Regions from separate parts of the Mus musculus genome. Here region 1 is linked to region 2. A link is a contact called in public Hi-C data. All regions are on one chromosome and are shown on one strand. Each heading gives the region's core, a stretch centred on a gene start, on an enhancer-like site or on the middle of the called end of the contact. The rest is flanking DNA. Distances are from core to core; before and after follow the strand shown. Region 1 overlaps Gm17382 (predicted gene, 17382). Region 2 overlaps Atp6v0e (ATPase, H+ transporting, lysosomal V0 subunit E).

Region 1 (7,719 bases), core at 1,698-4,197, 170 kb before region 2:
GAGCTCTTAGGACCTAATTGCTTCTTCAAGGTCCCACCTCGTAGTACCTCAGAGTATTAAATTTCAAATTTCAACATGAAATTTGGTGGGGATATGCAGACTCATCCTGACCTGAACACTATAGAGCTGATACTAGGATCTTCTTCAGTGAGTCCTTGACAGTGATATGAATATGTAATAAGTGGCATATTGTTTTATTAATCTTGATATACCATAGTCATAGTTCATATGGTCAGAAGATGGGCTGTGTGATGTAACAGGTCAGATTAGAGGTAAATCACTTAATGCCAGGAATTTTCAAAACATCTAGCAGTAATGGCCAGATGATCATGTTTTCTGTCATTTATTCTGTGTGCAAAATGTTGGGCAAACAGGAAGTTCTCACTTGCAAAGCCAGCTTCTGCTCTTCCACAAGCAAAGTAGTAGTTAGCCAATGTGGGGTAAACATGAAAGTTATGTATCGGCTAGCACCACAAATGTCCCCAAGAGGGGTGTGTGTGTGTGTGTGTGTGTGTGTGTGTGTGTGTGTGTGTGTGTGTGTGTGTGTGTGAAAGAGAGAGAGAGAGAGAGAGAGAGAGAGAGAGAGAGAGAGAGAGAGAAACCCGGCTAAGCTGCACCACCATATGGCTTAGGATCAGGTTGTCAACATGTGTCAGTCATATGAAGGCTTGCTAAACCAAAACTGGAAGGTTCACTTCCAATATGGTCCACATGAAAAAAGATCAGTCTAGTTTATGACATGGGGTCCTTCCCACAGGATTGCTTGGGTACCCTAGAAGGTGACAGCCAGTTGTTCCCAGTGAGCCATCAAAAGAGGGCAAAGTGGAAGCCACAGTGTCTTCATTCCTTGGGCTCTGATGTCATTTTTTATAGACGTTCTACAACGTCCATTGGCTGCCAGGTCAGCCCTATGCATTGTGGGATGGCATTGAGAGCACAGTTCTTCTCCAGTGGTTTTGATCCTTTCAGAAAAGCAAGGAACTGAAGCTAGTAGGCACCATTTTGGAACTGGCTACCACTATGGGTCAAAAGTGAACCAAAATAACCACGAATGAAGTCAAATAACTATGCTGAAGAAAAGTCTAAAACCATAGAAAAAAGATGACTGAGGAAGGAATAAGGCATACAATCTATGACAGGGTCACTGACAACTGTCACTCATCAAAGGCCTCCTTTGTTGTACATGTCCAGGTTAGCTTATGTCAACTTTATATTCGCTAGAGTCATTTGGGAAGAGGGACTTTCAATTAAGAAAATGCCAGACCTGTAGACAAGCCTGTAGGGCATTTTGTTATGTAGTGACTGATGTGGGAGGGCCCAGCCCATTGTGGGCGGGGCCACACCTGGGCTGGTGATCCTGGGTTCCATAAGAAAGAGGCTGAGCAAGCCACAGAGAGCAATCAAGTAAGCAGCATCCCTCCATGGCCTCTGCATCAGCTCCTGCCTCCAGGGTTCTGCCCTGTTTGAGCTCCTGCCCTCAAAAGACTATGATGTGGAACTGTAAGTTGTAATAAACCTTTCCTTTTCCAAGTTGCTTTAGGTTATGATGTTTTCTCACAGCAATAGAAACCTTAACTAAAACAATAGACAAGGGGATGGAGATGGCTCAGAGGTTAAGAGCACTGGTTGTTCTTACAGAGGACCCTGGTTCAATTCCCAGCACCCATATCGCAGCTCACAACCATCTGTAACTCCAGTTCCAAAGGATCTGGTAGCTCACACACAGTGGAGCCACCCTCTCCCCGCTGCTGCCCCAACAAAGAGCCTGAAAGCCCCAGGCTGCCCCTGAGCTTCACTGAGGCACCAGACTGAAGAATGACAACTGGCTCCCAAGCTCCAAGGCAGAAGGGGTGCCAGCCCCTCAGTGTGTACAATCCGTGCAAGCAAGATGAATTCGACCTCGAATTCTACCTCCAACAAAGCCACACAGACCAACCAAAGTGGCTCAGCAACTTTAAATATTCACCATCTCCAGGTCAGGCACCAATCAGCAACACTATGGTAATGTATACTGATGCTTCCCCAGGCAAGAGTTTGTGAGCAGCAGCCAGTGTTGGGGACACCCTGGCCGAGACACCAGACAGAGAGTTTAAACACAGGATAGCAGAAGTCAGAGGGATCCAGAGCCTTTTCCACTCTTGGTACTTCTGTTTGAATGTATCAAGAGGCTGCATAAACATATTATTTACAGTACAGATTCTGTTGTCTTGAGAATTGAATCTGAGTGTACTGGATGACAGCTAATAGTTCTTCTAACTTTAAGCTTCTTAGGTTCTGTCTGTTAAGTGTGGGAGAGTCCAGGGCACTACTGGCGCCTAAAGCAATCACCATTCTCACACTTAAGCTGGCTTCCTAGCACAAATCGTTTCCTGCATAAACAGCCCAGCACCTCCCGATGAAAACTTTCCATTTGTCTCCTTAGTCTTGGGCGGGGCTGGGGGAGTTACTGACCTTTTATTCCTTGTTGCTAGGAGAAAACGGTGATGACATCTTTTTGGCTGGATGGAACTGATGGAAGATTTATGGAGCAGCTGAGGACTGTCAGAGCCAGACCCAGCAGATTTCCTAAGAGAATGACCATGGCCTTTTCATCAGCGAGCACACTGCCTTCTGAAATGGTCTAACATGAGAGAGAGAGAGAGAGAGAGAGAGAGAGAGAGAGAGAGAGAGAGAGAGAGAGAGAGAGAGAGAGAGAAGGAGAGGGAGAGGGAGAGGGAGAGGGAGAGAGGGAGAGAGAGAGAGAGCCCTATCTAACCAGCCATCAGTGAGGTTATCCCTGTACCCCACAGCTGCTGCCACCCAATCTGAAGGTTCCCGCTTCTGCTCTTGAAGTATTTATTGTATGTGACCACACAGAAGTCCTAGCTGTCACCCACCGTCAAACCCCCTAGCCCCAGTCTGGGACCCAGAGCCCTCCAGGAGTGGGAAACTTCATCCTATACCTTCTCAGTCACAGGGATTTCAGAAATTAGTCACAGGAAGCAGGGAGGCCGAGAGTGGAGGCTTCCAAGAGGAGCCAGTAACAGGATCTGGGATCTTTCACCCCAGGTCACAGAAGCTTAGACTGTCCCCAAGGTAGAGATGAGTGGTCAAGGATGGAACCGGCCTTCCCAAGGCTTCTGCCAGCAGCAAGAGCTTTGGGGAGATGGAACCTATAGCCAGGCAGTCGTCCCCTCACTGACTGCTCTCTCCCGTATCTCAAATGTCTGTCCTAATACTCTCAACTCTGAGAGACAACAAGGGGTTGACTGGAGCCCAGAACCCAGCATGTATCTGAAACAAAGTCTTGACCTGACTTCCAGCCCTCCCCTCATGAATGAACACTGTTGCATCTCAGAGTACTCTCAGACATCCCAGAATTGTCACTCACAGACATCTCATGTGGACAGACAGTAAATGATAATCATTCTGAAGGTATGGAAAAGTTGTGGGGTGGTAGAGGCAGAAGGCACTGGGTTCAATCCTCTATATGGAGAGAAAGATGATAGATAGATAGATAGATAGATAGATAGATAGATAGATAGATAGATGATAGATAGATAGACAGACAGATAAATAGATAGATCAGAGACACACACTAAATATCTACCAACAGAAAATAGTTTAGGGCTGGTGAGATAGCTCAGCAGTTAAGAGCACTGACTGCTTTTCCAAAGGTCCCAAGTTCAAATCCCAGTCACCACATGGTAGCTCACAACCCTCTATAAGGAGATCTGATGCCCTCTTCTGGAGTATCTGAAAACAGTTACAGTGTAGTTACATATAATAAATATATCTTAAAAAAAAACAAAATAGTTTAATAAGTTCTGGTTTATGGATAGGGAATACCATGCATCCATTTTTAAAAAATTGATGTATGCTCAATAAATGTAGCAGTCACCCCTCATCAAAGAAGCCTTTCTTCATAGCAAATGGAAACCAGCAGACAACCACAACTGGACACTGCAGAAATCAGCAGATTGTGGGAGCCATGCCCCAGTGGATACATTATATCACAGCTCCCGAGTCTGTGCTTAGGGGAGCATTATGGGAGAGGGGGCAGAGAGGGTAAAAGCCAGAATATGAGGAAGCCTGCTGTGGAGCAGTCTGCCCTAGAGATGGCTGCATGAAGAAGACCTGAACAATGTCAATACCAGTGAGCACGTTAACAGGGAAGGGGAAATTCCACAGGGTCTTATCCTTAGACAAAGAACTATAGGCACCTAATGCCTGCTGGGAGAAGCATTTTCCCCTTCAAGAGACGAGCCCCTTATTGGTTGTCCAGCGTAAAATGGTAGCCTTGATACACACCAAGACTCAGCAGGTTGTGCTTTTATTTATATATTTGTGCATACACGTATTACATACACACAAGCATATGTGAGTAGCAATAATAATCAAAGAAAAACAGGCTTATCAATACTGATTAAAGAAAAAAAGGCTATCAGGCTCGAGGAAGACATAGGAATGATTCACGAGAAGGTATCTGGGAGCAGAGGGAGGAAACGGAGAGGAGAAAGTGATGTCATTCTATTTCAACTAAAAATAAGGGGCTGGAGAGATGGCTCAGGGATTAAAGAGTACTGGCTGCTCTTCCAGAGGTCCTGAGTTCAACTTCCACCAGCCACATGGCTGCTCACAACTGTCAGTAACCCCAGTTCCAGGGGATTCAACACCCTCATGCAGATATGCACTCAGTCAACACACCAATACATATAAAATAAACATAAACAAATCTTTTTAAAGATAAAATAAATTTAAAATCAGAGGAAAAATAAGAAACAATCAGTGAAAATGGAGCTGTAGAGATGGCTCAGTGGTTACAAGCACTGGCTGCTCCTCCACAGGGGTTAACTCCCAGCACCCACACAGCAGCTCAGAACGGTCTGTAAGTCCGGTTCTAGAGAATCCTATATCCTCACTTAGGCATACATGGAGGCAAAACACCAATGCACATAAAATAAATGAGTAAGTAAATTTTAAGAGCATATTCATAGCTGGGCATGGTGACACATGCTTTCATTGGGGGCAGAGGCAGGTGGATTTCTGTGAGTGAGTTTGAGACCAGTCTGGTCTACTTAGTTCTGGACCAGTTAGGGTCACACAGAGAGGCAGGAGTGAATATATTCATGACATATATAATTTTAACATAATAGGAATCTTGGCTGTGTGATGGCGGTACTTGCCTTTAATCCCAGCACTTGGGAGGCATAGGCAGATAGAACTCTGAGGTCAAGGCCAGCTTGGTCTACATATGGAATTCCACAGTCAGGGCTACACAGAGAAACCCTGACTCAAAAAAACACAAACAAAAAACAAAAAAACAAAAGAAAGGAAAGGAAAGGAAAGGAAAGGAAAGGAAAGGAAAGGAAAGGAAAGGAAAGGAAAGGAAAGGAAAGGAAAGGAAAGGAAAGGAAAGGAATCTTGAATGTTGAAAGTTAAGGAGCATGAATTTGAGATAAGAAAGTAAGTGTTTATTATTTTCCTCTCTAAGGGGTTATTTTTATTTTATTCATATATGTATATATTCATGTTCACACGTATGTGTGAACGTTTGTGTGTGTGTGTAATGCATGTTCTGTGTGCTTGTGTGTATGTGTGTATGCATGTTCATGTGTGTGTTTGTGTGTGTATGCATGTTTGTGTGTGTATTCTTGTTCGTGTGTGTGTTTGTGTGTGTATCCGTGTTCGTGTGTGTGTTTGTGTGTGTATCTGTGTTCGTGTGTGTGTTTGTGTGTGTATGCATGTTCGTGTGTGTGTTTGTGTGTGTATCCGTGTTTGTGTGTGTGTTTGTGTGTGTGCAGGCCAAGGACTACCTCTGCTGTCATCCTTGGGAATCCTGTCACCTTCACTGAGAGAACATTTCTCCTTGGCCTGGAGACCACCTATTAGGCTAGACTGTCTACCCAGAGACACCAGGGATCCTCCTGACTGGACCTTCCCTGCACCACCATGGCCAGGGCATATTTACGCGGCTTCTGAGCACAGGCTATCCCTTCAATGCCCATGCATTACCTTTTTCCCTTCAGTTGATGTCCTTTGTGGGTGAGGATTGAATCCCAGCCCTGATGGGGTCTTATAGAGTCTGAGCCCCACCAGTCCTGGGGACTGCAGGGGAAAGCTTTCTGAGGGCAGCCTTGTTGCCTTTCTAGAAATGAGGAGGTCTGGATGACCCCCAGGAGGAGTCTCAGAAAGAGAAAAGAGAAGAGCTGGAGAATATACAGGCTGCAGCTTTATCAGAGCCTGCTAGCAGGGAAGCAGCCTGCCTGCTGCGATTTTACTAACAGATTCCGGGCTTCACTCACTTCCTGAATGGGAGACCAAGAATCTGCAGTGACCTAGGATTCCAGGGGGTTCTTAAACACAGCTGGACCACCAAGGACCTGGGCTCAGCTTCAGCCCACTCGCCAACACTGAGGACACTGGGTGAGTCAGAACCCGCCCAAATCTGCCAACTGAACCAGTTTTAAGGAGTAGGAGGGGCTGCATGCTGTGTGACAAAGCACTCTCCTAGCTTGGGCAAGGCAGGACCTCCATCCCCAGCACCACCATGAAGTAAGGAAACAGTTAACTCAAAAGTGCGTTCCCAGCAATGAGACGTTGTTGTTTGGTTGTTTGGTTTTTCTTTTGCATGGTGCATATCTTATTCCATGCTCACTGATCCCTCCAATGGAGTAGGAGGAGGATCAAGCAAAGAGAGTTAGGAGGATAAATTCACATTTATCCTGACCTGTTTGGTCCTCCAGAGCATCACAGGTAATTTTTCCAGCCATTGACAAGGGGTGCCCATACCTTCCTCATTTTTGTGTATTATTTTAATCGATATATCATAATTACATATATGCATTGGATATAATGGCACCATGTGATGCTTCTTGATGTGTGTACATTATAAAATGATTATAAAATGATTAAATTAAGCTAATTAACATGTCGACCAGCTTGCCTAACTCTGATTTCTTATATTGAGACATTTTAGATTGACTCTTACTATGAAAATTTTAATACATTTCTCCTTAATTATAACACTTGACTTGTGTAAAAATTATGCATTACTATATAGCCCACAATACTCTAGTGATTATTGTTATCTATTGTGCCACGTTCTCACTGCTGCGCAGCAGATCTCAAAATGTATCCTTCTCTTCTCCCTTCCAAACACAACCAGGCGGGACCCACACAGGCCCCCCCTTTCTCTCTGAAACTGTACCCCAGAAAAACAGTTTTCTGTGCCCGAGTTACCAGGAAGAGACCTGGTGGCTGTGCATGCGGCTCATGGGACAGGCTCCTCCAGGGCTCCTCCAGGCGCTTTAGTCCCGTGCAGACCTAAAGCAAGGGTCAAGGAAACAGGGCTGGGGATTGGGGAGGTGGGAAGCAAGGATCTTGCATGCTTGGAACCTTCTTTCAAATTTACAAAAGTTAGGTTCCCTAGAAGTTCCTCCTCCAGTCTCCTCTCCTCTCCTCACCTCTCCTCTCCACCCTCTTTTCCCACTCAATTACCTCTCTCTTTCTCTTTCTACTCTCTGTTTCTCCATCTCATTCCCTCCCCTTCCCCCTCTCTCCTGGTGCTCTGGGACTAGCAACCCCAGGCAGTGACTGAGCATAGGGCCTTGGGTGAGTGACCCTTAACCAGCAGGCTAAGGCCCAGGTAAAAGAACTCAGGCTAGGACCAGGCCCCACTCCCAGGAGTCTGAGAGTCTGGGACCACCTTCCAATCTGTGCAGAAGTCACTGGGATTGG
Region 2 (7,274 bases), core at 3,789-6,288:
TTAGGTACTATTTTAGGGGTACAGTTAAGATCTGATTTCAGCTCCCGAGATTCCTAATCACCATCACAATAAAACATGTCAAAGCATTTTGTGGGCCCTACCACATGGAACCAAATGGGCATTTACTTCTGCATCTAACTCACCAGGTGCACCTCTGTCTGTATTACCCACAAATTACAGAGGAAATACAAGCATCTCACGTTGCCTCAGAAACTAGAGCAGCACAGGTTTTTCTTATGCTGTTCACAAGGCTCTGTATAAGCCATTTTATATCTGATGAGGTAATTCACAGGCCCAGTGACATCTGAGAACCAGGCTAAGGACAAAAGCAAGGAATAACAAGAAGAGAAGCCTGCAGGTGTCCGGCTATTCAACCATTCTGTCTTACTTACTGAGCAAATATTTAATGAGCAATTACTAGGTCCCAGGCCCCAGCAGCAGAGGGAAGATGACACGTCTGTCTCCTCGGAGATCTTATGTAATATTAGACGGTAACTAGAGAGAGGAAAAGCAGGGGAGAGGGATGTAAACGGGGCTGAAAGGGTGGCTAAGCAAGAACTGAGCATCTGGAGAGACTGGACTGATGCCGAATTCACACTGCCTTTAGTTCCTATCCAGATTGTCTATGGAGGGAGGAGTGGGGGTGAGTGTGTGTGGGGGTGCAGAGTACTGGTAAACAGGCCGTGGAAGAATGAGTTTCAGGGGCATGACCCCGTGTTATCAATCTCTTGAATGTAGTCTAGGGGGTTGCTTTCTGAGGAAAAGGAGAGAAATAGTCACAGTGGTCTCAAACTCCTGTCCAAGAAGGGGGCCAGTCAAACCCAACTAGGCCATTACCAGGCTGGGTCTCTTCTTCCTTTGGCTGTCATTTTTGGAATCCTTCCAATCATAAGACCAAAAGGCTGATTCTATCAATAACGCAGAGAGTGCTAGAGAAGCAGGCAGCACAGCGTCAGGAGCAGGCGCCCACAGACACAAGGTGTGTGCAGCTCCCCAGCCCACAAAGGTTGTTTTGTGATGAGAAACATGATACAGAAGGAAACCAGGCCAAAACAGATACTTTAAGGTGACTCACTTTACGAACAAAGAGTTAATTCAGATGAGAGTCTCTAATCACCCTTAGAACTAGGGTATAAAACATAAACACAAGACAAAACCTATCAGTAAGGCTCCATACAGACAGGCAGGCAGGCAGACAGACAGACACATACACACACAGTGCTGGGGTTACGGATAACACAGGTGGACATTGCACTGCAGAAAAGCTCTGAGAGTGGACAGAGAGTCATGGAAAATTCCAACCAAGCCCAGGGTTTCCCTATTTCCCAGCAGGAGAGGCAAGCTGCCTGCAGGAACAGCTCCGTGTTTCATAAGAGACTGAGCTAACTGGCAACACTTAGAAACATCAAATTAAGAAGATAAATTAGAGCCCGCGCTGTCCCCGTCGTCCTTCCTCACCAAGAGTGTGTAGAAGGCAATTAAAACATCATCTCGGGGCTGGGCAGATGGATCAGTGGTTAAGGGCAAATGCTGCCCTCCCAGGGGACCCAAGCTTGCTTCCCAGCACCCATACTGGTCAGCTCACCATTGCCTGTAACTTCTAATCCAGATACGACACCCTCTTCTGGTCTCTGCACTAACACAGAGACATAGACAAAACCCTCCCAGCATTTCAGGGGTGGAGGGTGTGTGTGTCAACCTCAGACTAGTCATCCAGGAGCTTTTCTGAAAATCCTTGGAGCAGGACAGAAAGAGAAAATTAAAGCTCTGTGGGAAGGGAAAGGCTGGTTGAAAATCTCTCACTAGTAGCACAATTAACAAGGTTTGCTGTGAAGACTACCTACATAGAGACAACACTCCTCTTTTACAGAGATTATTTCAAATAAGAGCATTAAACTAGGAATGAACTATGCAGAAGGCCAAGGTATATTTGACCTTTGCCTTTAATCTTATCTCTTTCTTAGCTGTAATCTGTGACTTCCTGTGGTTCTCACCAATAAGACTAGGAGTTTGTCTATAGTCAAAAAGTCTTAACTTCCCTGTGCCTGGAGCCACTTCAACCCTTGTGACCTACAGCTTAAGAACCCATCTATGGTCTCATTCACTACAAGAATCCTTGCCGGGCGTGGTGTGGCACACCTTTAATCCCAGCACTTGGGAGGCAGAGGCAGGCGGATTTCTGAGTTCGAGGCCAGCCTGGTCTACAAAGTGAGTTCCAGGACAGCCAGGGCTATACAGAGAAACCCTTTTTCGAAAAAACAAACAAAAACCAACCAAACAAACAAAAGAATCCTTTAAAAATGGCACCTTAGAAGCTACCAATGTCAAATATATTACTATGGTTAAGACACAATCAATCATGAGATACTATCTCATGTAGCCCAGGCTGGCCTTAAACTCCTTTAAGTAGCCAAAGGACCACAGGTTTGTTCACCAGACACTGTTACTTCCCAGCAACTGCCTGGCAGAACCTATTTCTTGACAAACACCAACTTTTCTTCATAATTAAATTCTTCCCAGGAGCCTGGCTATGAGTGACAAGTGAGAGGAGGCCCCTGCATCTGTCTCCTGTGTGCGTGTGTGCATGTTACCATGCTGTGCTTACAGTTAAGGAGCCTTGAGCAGAGGCAGGCTAAGTGACTCTGGATGTTCATACTACTAGCTAGGCAGAGCAGACAGCACAAGACCAGAAATGAGGCCCAACTAAGACTGGCCTTTGAGTTGCTTTAAATGAGGACTGGAGTTCAGCTAGATCTAAACTGATTGTGGATTACAGTAGTACGAATCCAGCCTTTGGTGCCTGCTCACAGTAAAGAATAAGAATTAGAAGCAAGAATGAATGAAGGCCACTTTGCTTGCTCAAGTTAGTCTTTGGAAGCTTCCAGAGGTTAACATACCCTCCCTGTCCTGCATTTCTTGAGGGATGGATCTCATTATCTTGCCCAGGCTCCTTTCAAAGTCCTAGACTCAAGGGAACCTCCTGAGTGAAAAGCAAGCCACGGTCCTTATCCGTTCAGCTTGTAGCAGTGGGGTAATTTGTTTCACTTTGCCTTTCCGAACTGTTTGGAAGACAGAGCCCAGGGCCTTGTGCACAGTAAGCAAGTACTCAAATCCCGAGCTCCAGCCCTGGCCCAACACTGTTTTCAATGTTTCAAATGAAAAGGGGAGCCGGGCATGGTGGTGCACGCCTTTAATCCCAGCACTCCGGAGGCAGAGGCAGGCGGATTTCTGAGTTCGAGGCCAGCCTGGTCTACAAAGTGAGTTCCAGGACAGCCAGGGCTACACAGAGAAACCCTGTCTCGAAAAAAACCAAAAAAAAAAAAAAGAAAAGAAAAGGGGAGGAAAAAAAAATATCAATCTCAACTGCCCCACCCCAACCCCACTAAACACCTCAAAACACAACACAACTTGTTAGGGAAGTGCCTGGAGAGATAACACAGGCTATTTCCATTGAAATTTTAGGGGAAATTCCCTCTCCAACTAGCTGAGTGAACTCAGTGCCTGACCTTCTGGCTGCCTACAGACTTAAAACTTCCCTCTAACCCTGAACATGCAGCTTTGGAAGGCAGAGAACCTGCAGCGGCCTGATGGAGCAGTGGAGGGAGGAAGGGCCACTGCTCTGGCTGACACCCGCCCGGCTTGTTGTGTAATGGGAAGGGACGAGCTGTACCCTTCTGCTTGCCCAAACTGTTCCACATGGTTCCACAGCCCAGAGGCCTAATAACCATCAACTGAGAGGCGCCTGTGTGAGTGACCACGGTGGCACAGAGACAGCTGGGGAGCTGCAGAACTGGGGTGGACACAGGGCAAACACAAGCTCCACTTTTTAGGGGGCTACTGGATGGAAAGTAGGGCCTCGGCAAGCACTCTGTCATTGAGATACATTCCCAGACTTTCATCACTGTTATTATTATTTTCTCCTTTCGGTTTTTGAGACAAGGTTTCTCTGTGTCCCGCTGTCCTGAAACTCCTGTAGACTAAGCTGGACTCAAACCCACAGAGATCTATCTGCTTCTGTCTCCCTAGTGCTGGGATTAAAGGAGTATGCCACTACTCCAGGCTATTATTATTTTTCATTTTGAGACAAGGTTGCAGTAAATTGCCCAGGCTGTTCCTGAACTCACTGTGTAGCTCGGCTGTCTAAAGTGGTTCTACCTACTCCATAATCACTCTCAGGGCATAGTCATGTCGGGCTCTGAGGAGGCCTGATCCACCAGGGAGAGCAAAGGAGTGTGCTCCCTACAATCAGCCCATCCCCCCCCCCCCCCCCCCCCCCCCCCCCCCCGGCTCGGCTGGCAGAAGTCTCCAAGTGTAGAGTACACTGTTTTGCACAGGAGTTGCACCCAGCCCTCAAATAATCCTGCTTAGTGCTTTTGTTCCACATACTGAAGGAAGAACAGGGAAGGGGACATGGGTGCGGCCTTGCTCCTGGGGAGGCACAGGGGGGACCTCAGCTTCCTTGTTGGAATGGGAAAATCCGGTCAGAGATGGCTCCTCCATCCACTGTCCTCCTAGCCCTGGGCCACAACAGGAGTGACCTCTGCCGGTGGGTGACAACAGAAACATATGCAAGTGCCCACGGCATCAAACCCTCTCTCCAGTCAAATGGCACAAACACTTTGAAAGGCAGGGAAGCAACACTGAAGCTACCAGAAACTAGGGAGATTTGGTGCTGGACAACACTGGGTTTTCACCCTAAGCTCCCGGAATGGCTCCAGGCAAGGGACCTTACATCCCAAGCTTGTTTCCACTGTAAAATGGAGCCAAAATACTTGCCTCTGAGTGTTAGAAATTAAAGAGATAATAGGGGCTCTTGTGGTGGCTGGCAAGCCCTTGTTTTTCTTTATCTGTGAGACAGCTTAAAATGTGCCCAAGCCACAGAAGGAAGTGCAGGAGATTGACTTTGGAGTTTCTCAGAGGTTGTAGCACCAGGCCATTAGCAACCTCTATTTTACTCACACCCCTGGCCCCACAGCTGAGAGATGTCTAAGATATCCCCCACATCTCCCAGGCTCTCTGTAACGCACTGTGCGCATGGCAGATGCTCCTATAGATGGCATCAAGCCAGACAGCAGGCTCAGACAGGGGCATGGATGTTCTGAAAGGTGCTTGTCAAAAGCTGCCTGGTGGCAAGGAGACACTATAGAGTTCCCAGTCTGACCCTTAAAATGAGCTTCATTCTCTCTCTCTCTCTCTCTCAGGGGACAGAGCTGAGGAGACACTGAAAGCACAGGCTGGAGGCCATTGGGTAGGTGTGAGAACACTGTGAAAAGCTCCGGCAGGCTCCCTGAGCTGGAAGTCCTTGGCCTGGCAGTTAACTTTTTTGCAGCTTTTATGACATGGAACCAGACCCCCCCCCCCAGGGAAGCATACGCCCTAGAGCCTGGCACAGGGGCACCCTGCCCTCCTGACTGCCATCTGGATCATCTGGCAGCTCTAAACCAACTTAGGCCTGGCTTGATCAATGAACGCAGCTCCCTTATAGGCCGGGCCCTCCCTTCCCCAGTGACATCTGTATCCCATCTAAGGTTTTCCTTTCTTGGCTGTTCTCCTTCCTTCAAACTGTTTCCCCCCTAGTGCTGGGGATGGAAGCCACAGCTTCTTGCATGCTACACTAATGCTCTGCCACTTAGGCACAACTCTATAACTACTAAAGGGTGAACAGGGCCAGAAAGATGGCTCAGTAGGTGACAATGCCTGCTGCCAAGCTTGACAGCCTGAGTTTGATATAGCCCTTCCCTCCAGGACCAGAAGCCACTCCAAGTTGTCCTCTGACCCCTTTATCTATTTATTAATAAATAAAGGTGAGGGAGAAGCTAAAGGGTGAAAGGAATTACATACAAAGGAGATGCTGCCGCTGGCTTTCAGGGAGGGCTGAGTGGGACGTGAGTGGTCTGTAGGGCAGGGGGCAGCTAACTAACAGCCAGCCAGGAAACAGGGACGCCAGTCTTAATACCACAAAGAACTCAATTCTGGCATAGCCTGAGGGCTTGGCAGAGAACACCAAGCTCCAGATGAGAAGACACAAACATGTTTTCTATTAACTGGCTGCCAACCTTACCACTGTGGCCCCTTTGCTACCACAGGAATACGCCCTAATTTTGCCAATTTTAAACTTGAAATCTCTTCCCTTTCTTCCCCACAGGACTTCAAGACAACTCATTTTCTAAGCTGGGCCTTTCAAACCAAAGTTTCTAAGGAGGCCTTTGTGTGTGCTAGGGATTGAAACTGGGGCCTCACAATACGAATAGGGCACAGTCCCAGCTCCAACAATCCCCTTATCTGCCATAGTATAATAGGAAAGATTCTAATATACGCCTCCATACACCAGGTAACAGCAACACGCTGGACCCCGCTCCGTGGCCTCCCTTTCCCCATTCATAAGCATCATAAATGTACCTAGGAGAGAAAGGAAGCAATCTTCAGATGGCAAATTAAGTGATGGCGGCCCTCCAGGGAGAGAATGAAGTACCTCACCAGGCTGAGAGACAGCAAAGCCCAGGCAGGGCCCACCCGGAGCAGAGTGTCTGAGAAACCTAAATATCACTCAAGAAAGTTGGAACCCCAAAGTACTTATTGTAAATCATGAATTAACCAGACAGAGGGACTGGTAATGTGACTGAGGTTAGAGCTACTTGTTGCCAAGCCTGACAACTTGAGTTTGATGTCCACAACTCACAGGGTGGAAGGAAAGAACGGACCCCTGAGGACGGTCTTCTGAGTTCCACACACCTGCTCCATCCCAAATAAATAAAGTAAATATGTGTTAAGAATAGGCGGTGGCAGTGTGTGCTTGCGTGTGTGCATATGTGTACGTGTATTACCAAGATGGCTTAGCAGTTAAAAGCACTTGCTGCTCTTCCAGGACCCAAATTGAGTTCCCAGCAACTACACACACACACACACACACACACACAAATGAATTTTTTTAATTAACATGGTCTTAAAGAAATTTAAAAATCACTAACATTCAGTTAATATTATTTTAAAAATAAAACAGGAACAAAACTCTGATGAAATAACCAAAACAATAAAGTAGCCGAAAGTTAACACACTAATAATTATATTGATTTTCTATATTTAGAAGACGTTCATAAGATAGACTGCTGGGTGTGCAGAGCCATGTGCCTGCAATCCTTATACTTGGAAAGCTGAAGCTGTTAGTTCAGGGCCAGCCTGGACTATGGAATCAGACTTATTTCAGCAAACCAAAATTAATTAAACTAAAAGGCAAAGACTCCCAGCACTGACGAGGTCTACAGACGGAGTTCCAG

Evidence for each region. Hi-C and Micro-C count contacts between places; a contact is called where the count stands out from the background.
Region 1: a Hi-C map of the THB-7 cell line shows a contact between it and region 2, with 2.4 times the contacts expected there. The contact joins two enhancer-like sites. A contact is called at or near these places in 7 of 39 promoter capture datasets (the HPC-7 cell line, cranial neural crest, embryonic stem cells and 4 more), 20 of 484 Hi-C or Micro-C datasets (the AML12 cell line, B cells, CD4 T cells and 8 more), 2 of 115 datasets of contacts at active chromatin or transcription factors (embryonic stem cells and stem cell-derived neural progenitor cells) and 1 of 9 other capture datasets (embryonic stem cells).

Annotation. Positions count from the first base shown.
Region 1 is chr17:26,856,344-26,864,062 of GRCm38.p6, reverse strand. Gm17382 (predicted gene, 17382) reads left to right here. Exons shown (of 3, transcript NR_168075.1): 3 at 2,472-3,886. LOC115488773 (a long non-coding RNA gene) reads left to right here and starts at 5,714. Exons shown (of 3, transcript XR_003952258.1): 1 at 5,714-6,405. Within about 2 kb of position 2,947, at least 34 of the 459 cell types and tissues checked have an H3K27ac peak or open chromatin away from gene starts, as enhancers often do.
Region 2 is chr17:26,687,700-26,694,973 of GRCm38.p6, reverse strand. The region is part of intron 2 of Atp6v0e (ATPase, H+ transporting, lysosomal V0 subunit E); the gene reads right to left. Among named protein-coding and RNA genes, the nearest start is that of Atp6v0e, 15 kb to the right of the region's middle. Within about 2 kb of position 5,038, at least 57 of the 459 cell types and tissues checked have an H3K27ac peak or open chromatin away from gene starts, as enhancers often do.